Regions from separate parts of the Mus musculus genome. Here regions 1, 3 and 4 are each linked to region 2. The links are chromatin contacts, called in public HiChIP or PLAC-seq and promoter capture Hi-C maps. All regions are on one chromosome and are shown on one strand. Each heading gives the region's core, a stretch centred on a gene start, on an enhancer-like site or on the middle of the called end of the contact. The rest is flanking DNA. Distances are from core to core; before and after follow the strand shown. Region 1 overlaps Prickle1 (prickle planar cell polarity protein 1). Region 2 holds the start of Pus7l (pseudouridylate synthase 7-like). Region 3 overlaps Yaf2 (YY1 associated factor 2). Region 4 overlaps Gxylt1 (glucoside xylosyltransferase 1).

What was found. Promoter capture Hi-C pulls out the DNA fragments that hold promoters and counts their contacts. HiChIP or PLAC-seq counts read pairs in DNA pulled down with a chosen protein or histone mark.
Region 1: an H3K27ac HiChIP or PLAC-seq map of thymic regulatory T cells shows a contact between it and region 2, with 10 times the contacts expected there. The contact joins the enhancer-like site here to the promoter of Pus7l in region 2. A contact is called at or near these places in 11 of 39 promoter capture datasets (the 3T3-L1 cell line, 3T3-L1-derived adipocytes, the HPC-7 cell line and 7 more), 12 of 115 datasets of contacts at active chromatin or transcription factors (the NIH/3T3 cell line, acute myeloid leukemia, cardiomyocytes and 9 more) and 4 of 9 other capture datasets (adipose tissue, embryonic stem cells, liver and 1 more).
Region 3: a contact with region 2 is called in a promoter capture Hi-C map of 3T3-L1-derived adipocytes, with 8 times the contacts expected there. The contact joins the enhancer-like site here to the promoter of Pus7l in region 2. A contact is called at or near these places in 10 of 39 promoter capture datasets (the 3T3-L1 cell line, 3T3-L1-derived adipocytes, the C10 cell line and 5 more), 4 of 115 datasets of contacts at active chromatin or transcription factors (embryonic forebrain, embryonic stem cells, large pre-B cells and 1 more) and 2 of 9 other capture datasets (adipose tissue and liver).
Region 4: an H3K27ac HiChIP or PLAC-seq map of double positive thymocytes shows a contact between it and region 2, with 9 times the contacts expected there. The contact joins the enhancer-like site here to the promoter of Pus7l in region 2. A contact is called at or near these places in 11 of 39 promoter capture datasets (the 3T3-L1 cell line, 3T3-L1-derived adipocytes, the C10 cell line and 6 more), 1 of 15 datasets of contacts at CTCF or cohesin (large pre-B cells), 5 of 484 Hi-C or Micro-C datasets (3T3-L1-derived adipocytes, B cells, CD8 T cells and 2 more), 8 of 115 datasets of contacts at active chromatin or transcription factors (T-cell acute lymphoblastic leukemia, bone marrow-derived dendritic cells, bone marrow-derived macrophages and 5 more) and 3 of 9 other capture datasets (adipose tissue, embryonic stem cells and liver).

Annotation. Positions count from the first base shown.
Region 1 is chr15:93,512,583-93,515,282 of GRCm38.p6, forward strand. It overlaps Prickle1 (prickle planar cell polarity protein 1), which reads right to left. Exons shown (of 8, transcript NM_001033217.5): 2 at 1-54. Among named protein-coding and RNA genes, the nearest start is that of Prickle1, 82 kb to the right of the region's middle. Within about 2 kb of position 1,444, at least 51 of the 459 cell types and tissues checked have an H3K27ac peak or open chromatin away from gene starts, as enhancers often do. A contact at or near this core is called in the HPC-7 cell line, embryonic limb bud, epiblast stem cells and 2 more, where this site is marked.
Region 2 is chr15:94,542,067-94,544,766 of GRCm38.p6, forward strand. It overlaps Pus7l (pseudouridylate synthase 7-like), which reads right to left and starts at 1,441. Exons shown (of 9, transcript NM_172437.3): 1 at 1,394-1,441. It overlaps Irak4 (interleukin-1 receptor-associated kinase 4), which reads left to right and starts at 1,594. Exons shown (of 12, transcript NM_029926.5): 1 at 1,594-1,760.
Region 3 is chr15:93,318,537-93,321,236 of GRCm38.p6, forward strand. All of the region lies in intron 2 of Yaf2 (YY1 associated factor 2), which reads right to left. Among named protein-coding and RNA genes, the nearest start is that of Yaf2, 17 kb to the right of the region's middle. Within about 2 kb of position 1,260, at least 65 of the 459 cell types and tissues checked have an H3K27ac peak or open chromatin away from gene starts, as enhancers often do. A contact at or near this core is called in 3T3-L1-derived adipocytes, the HPC-7 cell line, adipose tissue and 1 more, where this site is marked.
Region 4 is chr15:93,250,703-93,253,402 of GRCm38.p6, forward strand. The region is part of intron 4 of Gxylt1 (glucoside xylosyltransferase 1); the gene reads right to left. Among named protein-coding and RNA genes, the nearest start is that of Gxylt1, 23 kb to the right of the region's middle. Within about 2 kb of position 1,284, at least 50 of the 459 cell types and tissues checked have an H3K27ac peak or open chromatin away from gene starts, as enhancers often do. A contact at or near this core is called in CD8 T cells, adipose tissue and double positive thymocytes, where this site is marked.

The DNA.
Region 1 (2,700 bases), core at 194-2,693, 1.0 Mb before region 2:
ATAATGAAGTTTTAAAGCTGGCTGCTTAGTCACAGGACATCCAAGAGACAGCTGCTGTGGGTGACATAGAAGGCGCTGTGTTAAAAAGCAATGCTTCTCTACCAAGAGCTTCTAGTTTACATATGGATGGGCTCAGAGACAGTGAACCAAACGCCTGGGTTTGCTGACTTCAGGCCCCGTGCCACTCAGGCAATTAGGAAGTGACTCCCTTAACCAGCTCAGTACCAAAGAAAACGGGCCACCAGGCTAGTGCTCTCTGTTGCCTTTAAAGGATACTTCTTGCTCGAGTAAGGGGATGGCTCTGCTTGACTTGTTTACCTATGCGTGAGATCCTGCGAGGTGTAAGAGTTTAAACAGAAGTGGGGAACTGGGCTCTGCCTTGCCCAGAAAGCTGGCCGCAGAGACCCTGCTCAGTCCCCCAGATTTCCTAAGCAAGTTTTCCAGTGGAGGCAGCAGAGACAGCCGAGAGTGTTATCCCTGAAGTAAACCGTACAGTTTAAACTTCTAATCCCTGACATCAAACTTCTACACCCAGGACAGGCAGTCAGCGAATCCCCTCGGAATACTGGATACGGTGCCAGGTCACAGATGGGTCCAGCTTGGAGACTTGATTGTTTAATCTCATTATCAACCAACGTTTAGGAAGGCTTATTGAGTGTGAAATGGAACCAGCCCCACTATTGGTCAAAGTGAGGTGTTAAATTTCTGAATAAGAAAGCTGTCTCAGAAAAAGGGTACTGAAGGTGTCAAGGAGTGGTCCTGAGGCTGAGATGTTGGCTTTGGTAGCACGGTGTGTTATCCCTTTGTCTTATAGTTCTTAAAAATCATCGCTCACACACGAGGCACTAAGAAGGAAAACAAGAACCTTCACGATTCCAGTTTTCTTTAAACGTTTTGATCCTGACATATTTTAATATAAAGAAGTTTGTGTGTTAGGGGGCCGGAGAGATAGCTCGGTGGTTAAGGGCTATGGCTGCTCTTCTAGAAGACCTGAGTTCAATTCTCAGCACCCACATGGCAGCCCACAACTGGCTAGAGTTCCAATTCTAGAGACCTGGCACCTTCAAACATACATGCAGGCAAAACACCAACGCACATAAAATAAATATTAATATATTTTTTTAAATTATTAGTCTGATCCAGTCACTTTACAGAGAGGGTTCCAGGATGGCAAATGCCTCCTGTATAAGAAGAGTTAAAGCCTAATCCCTCTGTCTTTAAATCCTAACCAATCCCAGACCGAGGTAAAATGATGTTTCAGCAATTCTCTCAGTGCAACACTAAATTCTTAGTGTTGGTGGGGTCGGGGGAGTCACTTGTTAAAATACACCGCTAGCAAAATATCCAAGGACATTTTAAACTTCGAACTTGAGAACAGCTCACAAAGGGGCAGAGTTAAAAGAGCACCTGCCTCATGGCTGCAGTCATTCCTGCAGGAGAAATGGTGACTCAGCAAGATACCGCCCCAGCCAGTAAACGGGCTTTCAGGCACCCCAACAGAAGGGCAGGCAGCCTCATTTCCGACTCCACGGTGGCGGGGGTTCTCACCTCTGACCCAGCCGTGGCACACAGGTGCAGACAATTCACGTCTTAGCAAAGACTGGAAACAGAGGTGCATTCCTCCACCCCCTCAATAAAAGGGGACGTGTTAATGAAAGTCAGAAGACAGCTTGGGTCTTTCCCTTTTGCCCTGTAAGATCCGCCCCTGTGTGTCAAAGGAAGAGACTAGGGGTTAAGACTTTAATTAGTAACTCATGGGCTCTCACCAGGAGAACTGCTACTTTCGATGCAATTTAACCTGAATTTTGAAACGGGGAGCATTTGTCTGCTGCCAAACCTGGCTGGGGGGTGGGGTAGGAGGAAAACAACAGAATATAAATATTTTTAAAAAAAGAGCCTTTAAAAATTAAATGCTACTCTATTTTCAAAACTAGAAAAATAAAACAAAAGCTCTGCAAATGGTGAGAGACCATGTTTTCTGCCTCCTAAACCAAAGGTCTAAATCCCTTCTTAGAGCTGTTCTCTCTGAGAATGTGGGATGAGTCCCTATCCTGATGGGGGTAAATCGTGTGACATGTCACTTGGATGCAATGTCCCCATTTTAAACCACAAACTCACACAGGTTTTAGTCCAGCCTTTCAACAAACTTTCTCGACAACATAAAGGGTACCACAATTGTAGGAAAGCAGAGATCCACTTTCATCCCAGTGTTAGCTTCCAGTTTTACCGGGTGGTGTGACCACAGTACCTGCTACCATTAGCATTTAAATATTTAAATGCAGTATGAAGCCTTAGGGCCGGTTGTCCGGAGGCAAGGAGGCAAGGAGTTAAGGAGCCTTAGAACCAGAGCCATCAGAGGGAGAAGCAAGCTGGAGGTTGGCAGAGTTGGTGTACTTTTTCAGGGATTATCTTAGGAGTGATCCACGCATGCGGCCTCTAAGCCACAGGAAGTGTTAACACTTCCATGCCTCTCCTTTGTCTTTTCTCACCCCTCTCTTTTCTTGGAAACTAGCTAGCTCCTTTCACCATTTCATTCATTTAAAAAGAACCACACATCCCAGCCTGCAGCTGTATGGCTTCTCCATCATCGTATATGTGTCAAGAGAGCATCTGACCCAAGATGCTTTCTTCCGTCTTCCTTGGGAACCAGGCAGAGACACATAGTGTACAGACATACACACATGCAGGCAAAATACCCAA
Region 2 (2,700 bases), core at 191-2,690:
GGGAGAAGAAAATAGGACTGTTGTTACAATGATTGTCATCCTCAGAACCTCAAAATCTCCTGGAGCAAACTTCAGAGACTGTGGTAGTGTTTTTATACATTGGAAATTAGATCACGAAGAAGGATAAGAAAGGAAAGTCTATAATAAATAGTTACGTGAACTTCTCTGTACACTTCAAGGTCGGATAAGTCAGTCCTGGTCCCTCATCTTGTTCTAAATTCTCTACAGGAAAGATACAAACATCTCAAGCTAATGAAAGGGAATTTCTACCAAGTCACTGGCATAGAAGAAAAGAAAGTCTCATGGTGTTTTCTTGGAGCAGCGGCCCAAGGCCAATTCTATAGGGAATGAATCACAGTCCTCACACAATCTACTCTCTCCACGACACACGGAGCCCTGAGAGAGCAGCTTCACTGCCTAGCTCTTGTATTTCCCAGACTTTACAAGTAATTGATCATCTACATCCTCAGACATTTTCACCCACCAATAATCTAATCTATAGGATTCATCTATAAGCTTTAGGAACCTGTTTTCTTTTCTTTCACACACACACAAAGAAAAAAACTGATTTAATTTCCTGTATAGCATGACTAGCTAATGTGTTCATTATTTACTGTCCATCTTCTTCAACTTAAAGTGTCAGTTCCACATGAGCCAGAATTCTGACTAGCCCATATTCAGAACAGCACCAAGGACATAGTAGGTCTGCAGTAGATACTAGTTGAACAGATACAAGTAGAACACAGTAAGAGCGTTAATGGTGACAAGAAAGAAAGAAGTGTTAACTTTTGTCTATGATAATCAGGAATGGTATATAATAAACTGCTACTTGACTTTGGAAATAGTTCAAGAGACAGAAGCGGGGTAGAAATACCACGTGCAAGTACAATCAAGACGGGCACTGGGGGGGGGGGGGGGAAGGGGGAAGCCCTGACACAGAGCAGAGGGGATAGGGAGAATACAGCTGAAGTAATGCTGACAAGGAAAGATAGTGAACACCCTGTCAAAGGTTGGCATCTGCCCCCGTGGAGTTGTTTCTAATGGCAGATGGAAATCAGCAGTCAGCTCTGACCAAGTCCACAGGGGTCCTCGGAACCCTAGGGATTGTTGGAAAAGAAAGACCATAGGACGGCTTTCCAGGCTACACGTGGGGACAGTGCAGCACGAAGGCATGGCAGTCAAGCAGCTAGTCAAGAGGCGGGCAGACAGGGCACGTGGGGGCGAGGGTGGCAAGAGCTCCTCCTCCGCTCCGCGGGGCGAGCCGAGGCTGCAGAGGGACTCCCACCCCAACCCCACCCCGCTCCCTGGGCGCCGCCACCACGCCTCCCTCCCCGGTCCAGCAGTCTTGGATCCACCGGTGACCCGGCATCCTAATAGACTCTGTGAGCTCTACCTCGCTTCCGTGAGAAAGTGGTCCGCCGAGTGACACAGTGCGCATGCCCAGAAGCCTTTCCGCCGCCTAGCCTCTTACAGGGACATTTAAAGGGACAGGCTCCGGTTGGTGTAGCTCTTCCCTGGGTGGAGCTCGGGGAGGGAAAGGCGTGGCCTTCCGGATTGGCTCCGCCCCTATACTCTCACCCTTAGCTGACCTGCCCTCCCTGTCCCACAGGGGGATATGATGCCCCGGTGACCCGCAGCATCCCGATCGCAGGCAGTCTGAAGTCGCCTGGTGGTCCTGCGTCCTCCACCCCCGAGTCCTCGCCGGACCGTGGCGGGACGCCGATCGCCTTGTCCAGGAAGCGAGGGACGTCCGAGAGGAAGTAGGTTGTATGAGGAAGGCTGATCTCAAGCCACGATCTCTCCGCTGTCCTCTGTCCCGGGCCGGGTTGGTGATCAGTCGCTTCGCTCCAGAACCAGGAAATGGGCGCACTCGGGCAGAGGAGGCTTGGGGAGCCCCGCAGCCTCTGTGCGCTGCTCTGCCGCCGGAGTGTCTCGCTTGCTCGCTATGGGGAGCATAGGAAGCTAGCTGTAGTCAGACAGTCCAACAGGTAGAGGGAGAGGTAAGCGCAAGACAGATTGGAAGCAAGAGAGGGGCAGGAAAAGCATTCCCAAGAGAGCAAGAAAGCACCATTAGCTTTCGGAATGGACACAGTGGCCCCAAAGCAGGAAATTTAAAAAAAAAAAAAAATCGATTTTTCCGTTTCTGGGAGTAATTCTTCAAGATGTATGCCAAAGAGCTCAGGGTTTTTTTTTTTAATTCTCCTATTTTCATGCTAAACATTTTTGCTTCCTACATGTTTCAAGACTGATCTGATCACTCCGGCCAAACTTGGGCCTCCCAGTCTTGTCTTTGTTGTGTTCCCTGTTCAAACAGAAACAAACAAAAAACAAACAAACAAAACAACTTAGGAGATGAATTCGCACTCTACAGTAGCACAGACTTCTGTTGACTGCACTGCAGACAACAACGGACTGAACCGCTGAGCCTGTAAGCCAGCCCCAATTGAATGCTGTCCTTTATAAGAATTGCCTTGGTCATGGTGTCTCTTCACAGCAATGGAAACCCTAACTGAGACAAGTCACCAACTGGGAACCAAGTACTCAAATGAGGGACGATGGAATCCCCTCCTGTTCAAACCACCGCAGGCAGCGTTTAACAGACTGCCAAATGCATTCTCAGCTTGCTACCTTCTTCCATCATTAGAATAAAACTCCCCTGTGTTCTTGCCTCCCTTTTCTCCCTATTCTTCCTAACGTTTT
Region 3 (2,700 bases), core at 10-2,509, 1.2 Mb before region 2:
TCTTCTTTACTCCGTGGAAATAAACTAAACAAAGCTTCTAAGTTTCCCTGTCTCATCTAAAACTTAAGGAAGACTAAAACAATATAAAGTCACTTCTCCACAGAAACAAATTTAGATTATGAAGATCTTGTATCTTAATACTGTTATGAAGTATCTAGTACATGGCACAAATAGCAAAGTCTCTTAGAGTAGCTTGCTAAAATTTTTGCTAGATTCACACTTAATTTTATCATGCGCATTTCTCTGGGTAAATTATATCCATTTTCTAAGTCTAAAGTATAATCATCATGAATGATTTCAATTTTAAGTGACTAGTTCATTCAATCTGGGTACTCCAGGCACCAGGTGTACTCCAGTGTGTCTCACCACACATCTGTCTTCACTGTGGTGACACTGAGTGCTGAGCACAGGGACACAGCAGGGCAGGGAACTAGGACAAGGGTAAGCCCTTATCAAAGCAGGAAGTCTAAGCTTGCTGGGCTTTCTTCCCTGCCCTGCTATGTGGCCTGCTCTGTGCCTGCTCCACCACAGGGACTGCGCTCTTTCCAGAAGCTGGACATAGTCTACCAAGCTGAACTCAGCAAGCCTCTTTTCTTCCTCCAGTATCCACCTTCATGGATTTGTTATTGAAACAGACAGCAGATCTCTGTTTTGAATTGTAATGTACAGATTAGGGCTGTTGTTTGGTTTTAGTTTGTTTGAGACAGAATTTCTCTGTGTATCCCTGGATATCCTGGGCTCATTCTGTAGACCAGGCTAGCTTTGGACTCAAGAGATCCATCTGCCTCCGCCTCCCAAGCGCCTGAATTTAAAGCGTACACTACCACACCAAGCTCAGTTTACTATTTTTAAGAGTCATCTAAATCAGTATTTTTAGTTACAGACTCTCCCGTAAAGTCAAGTCACTGAAGAATGGGGAGCACACTGAACAAAGAATTTACATGTATTACATGGGTTACAAGAGCAATTATATAAACATTTTTAGAGCTAAAAGGCATCATTCCAAATAAAGCAATATCCAATTTTTTATTTAAAGCAAATATTGACTCCATTTAGATATGAGTTCTAAACTTAAAATATAATTAAATTCATTTAACAGTAAGAGCATTAGGCACATGCACAGTATTCTCACAGACCCAACAGGCTAACGTGCATTCGGAGTGAAAGTTACACGGCGCTGCTGCTGTTGCATAAACTCAACTACAACGGAGTAGTTCTCTGTGTGCGCCAACAGGACTTGAAGCAAGACCTCACACATTAGCCAATGTTCTCCCACTAAGCCATAAGCCTTCCAAGCAGATTATACTTCTAATTCTAGAGGTCAGGGTGCTCTGCTCAATAAGAGAACCTTAAACTCTACGATTATAATATGCATCAACCAAAACTGACTCCTCAGTATTCAAAACAGGACCAAACATTTCATCACAGACTCAATCTGAACTGTAAAAATAAATAAATAAATCCCAGATTCAAATGAGAAAATGAGGTAGCTAAAGCCAGATAGGCCAATCTCTATAAATTCAAGGCCAGCCTGGTCCACAAAGGAGTTTCAGGGCATCCCCAGCTACACAGAAAGACTCTGTCTCAAAAAGAAAAAACAAACAAACAAAAAACCGAACAAACAGAAAAACAGCATGTGGTAGCTAGCTGGGCATGGTGAAGCACACTTATCCCAATAATCAAGACGCAGGAGGATCCTTTGTTTAAGCCGCTTTTTTGGGTAGACAAACAAACTCTCTCAAATAACATAAAACCCAGGCGTGGTGTTTTGCCTGTAATCCCACACTCTTGAGGCCTAGGCAGAAGAATCACCATTAGTCTGAGGCCACGTTGAGCCGGGCAGTGAGTTTAAAGTCATGCCGGGCTTTCTGTCTATACAGTCAGATGCTACCTGGGATGAGAGTGGGACTGAGGGCTGAAGCAGCTCCACTGTAGAGCACTTGCCTAACATGCACAACATTGTAGGTTCAACGCCCAGCAGTCAACATAAGAACCTGGGTAGGATAAAGGTAGCAGGTATAATTCATTGTTGGACCCTTGTCTATTATGTATGAGGCCTGGGATTCTATCTCTAGCTGTCTCTTTTGTCTCTGTTTTTCTCTCTATGTCTCTATCACACACATATACACACTCTGAATATTCACATTTTAACTACATAAGCCATGATCAATATCATTCTAATACACAACTATAAGACATTATGGTAGATTTGTCTTAGTAATGGAAACTACCCAGACATTAAAATTTGCCAGAAACACTGTTGTGAATTATTTCTATAGCCAATGTCATTGCCAACAAATTATGAAGTGAAAATATGAGGTCAGTGCATGTCCACTTTCTTGAGTGACACTTCAGAACTAACGCATAAATAAGCAACTGTTGTTAAAGTGCAGGTGAGCTCCAATCCCCGAAGCCCTGCTCTGCCCTCAGCAGCTTGCTTTACTTCCATTCTGGGTTCCCATAATGAACACAAAGTTTAACTGTAAACTCTGGTGGACCCTGAAATGACTGCAACTCAACTGAAAACTTGACTGCAGCTTTGTAACAAAAAAGAGGAGACAAATAATGGTCACAATATTTAAATTGCTTTAACTAGAGCTTATAGTCCTACAGTATTTTTCAAGTCAATACTTTTTTACTGGTTATTTTTACTGTTGGCACATTGGTGCTTTGCCCATATGTATATAAGTACACTGAGTG
Region 4 (2,700 bases), core at 34-2,533, 1.3 Mb before region 2:
GGCCAGGACGAGCAAGGACTGAGCGAGTGGAGTCAACCAGAGCAAGCAGAGGTCCTAAAAATTCAATTCCCAACAACCACATGAAGGCTATACACACACAACCATCTGTACAACTACTGTGGACTCACATCATAAAATAAATAAATCTTTAAAAAATAATTTAAAAAAAAAGCAAAAGGGCTGGAGCCAGGTCGGCCATTGAAGGCGAGGCTCACAATCAGGACAGCAGCACTGGCCAGGTGGGTTGGGGAGTAGTGTGCTTGCCACACAGTGCAGATGCCAGCCTTTAGATCCTCAGGAGGTAGGTAAAGTCAGGCAGGTACGGCAGCTGCTCAGAGTGAGCTAGCCGAGCCATAACTGGTTAAATCCCTCAGATCATCAAGAGATACTACTTCAGTCAAGAGTGACTAAAGAAGACACTCAACATCATTAGGTCTTTGCATCCATGTAAATATATAGCGTGTGTATACCACACACATGCACACACATGCAAGAAAACCAAGATTCAACGTTGCAAACACCATCAGGACACAAAGTGCGAGTGTACCCAACAGTTTAAACAACAGAGTGTCCTGCTTACCAAGCAGTAAGAGATACAAAGAACAAAACAGAGCTTCGTTGTTTTTAATGCTCCTGTGATGCAGCAGATTGGAACTGCATGATAACAACAGCAAGAACAGTGTCAGCCAGGAAATAAATAAGCCGGGCCTTTATTATAAACAGGTTCTCTTTAGGTTTGCATGTAAGAACCATGAAGCCACGTCCAAGGATCTGTAAGGAACAACCTGTAAGGAAAGTGACTGCGAGCCAAGTGGCTAAAGACCCAAAATTTATAATCTGTGCCCAAAGTTACTGAGCAGGGGAAACCAAGGCAACATTTGCTACAAAGACAGAAAAACTAGGAAGAAAAATATACATGAATGTATTTTAAAAATCAGTAAATGCTATAGAGCCATCCCAGCAAGTTCCTGTGTGACAATGCTGAAGAATGACATCGTCACAGAGCTGTGTCTCTAGCTGGCCTAAAACCAGAAAGAAAACAGGAAGGGGGGGCGGAACCTCTCAGGAAGCTGAGAGGACTTTAAGAGCAGTAGTGAGTTTCAGCTCTACTGTCCAGTTTTAAAATCAAAGTGTTAAATTATTTCCACTTTTTTTGCAATAGCAAATTCATAATTCTACCAAGTTCAAAATGCAGTCAGTGAGAAGTCAAACAGTTCTCAGCAGATAACCTTACAGCACCATCTTCTGGCGCGACATCAGCAAACACAGTCTGGCAAGCAGAAGAGCAGGCCGGTGGACAAGCTGCTTCCGCATAAGAAAGCTTTACGGCCCATGAGATGGAACCACCCAGAACCTAAGAGCAAACGAAACAAAGCATCCACTGTTCAGCGCGAGCTGACGCCAAGTGTGGGGGCGGCTCCTGGGGTCAACTTGACTCCACCTGAAGTTAACTGACACCCAAGCAAATAACGCTGGTGAGGGGGGTTTCTTAATGAAACCATCTGAAGTGGGAAGCCATTCAGTTTCCATCTGCTTCACACCTGCTGGCAGCCTATACAAAGGACGTGGAAGGAGGAGGCTTGACCTCACTCCCGATGGCCAGCCCATCCTTCACCGCATTACCGGCTACATCCTGAGGATTCCGACGTGAAGACCAGCTGACACATCTTCCCTGCACCAAACAACTCCTGGATTCTTAGACTTTTGGTTGGTAGATAGCCATTGTTGAACTATCAGAAGCACATCCTGTAAGTCACTAATAACTCCTGTATGTATATAGTGAGTATATAGTATGTATATATGCTCTACATATATATCTAATGAGACAATTCATTCTATCCGTTGTGTTCCTCTAGAGAACCCTGCAGTACATTACTGATGGAAAGGCTGACACACACTAGTGACGACAGCAAGCAACACTCTGCCCACACTGAAGACAGCACCGGCACTGACGTGGAGGAACACGGCTTCCCCCCAGCACTCGGGAGGCAGAGGCAGACAGAGAAGTTCAGAACAGCCAGGAGCTCAAAACAAAACAAAAAACAAACAAACAAAAAAACACAGGAGGAAAAAAAGGGGAAAAAATTCTGCATGGCATAAAGATATGAAGATTTAAACAGATATATAGAAGGGACAAAGAACAATGTAAATTCTGATCTGCCAGAACTCACTGAAAAATGCAATTATATAACACAGATAAACTCTTAGTTCCCCAGAGCTTAATTATTCCTAACTAGAAATAAAAACATAAGCATTGGAGGGAAAGCCTGTGGTGTTGGTTTTTTTTTTCCAGAAATCCATGTTTTTACTTAACTTCACCTCACACTTATTTTAAAATCTGACCAGTAGGTGTCGTGCTGTAAACTGGACTTTGTAGGGTTGTTTGCTTAGTTAAACTGTGTAGTATGTGTATGTGCCTGAGTAATGTTGTATGTGCTGTGTTCCTGCAGTCACCTGTGGGGGGGAGGGGGGGAAGAGCAGAGGATCAGAGGATGCCCTGAACTGGAGTCGCCATGCAGCTGTGAGCCTCCAAATCTTAGTGCTGGGAACCAAACCCAGCTCTTCCGCATGAGGTGATCAGCAACCATTTAAGCCACTAAGCAGACAGGCCTAAAGCACGGGCATATTACATCACCCTCCACTGTACAGATAAAGAAACCCCCGAGACAGTCAAAACTCACCCCACCCACTCAGTCCTAA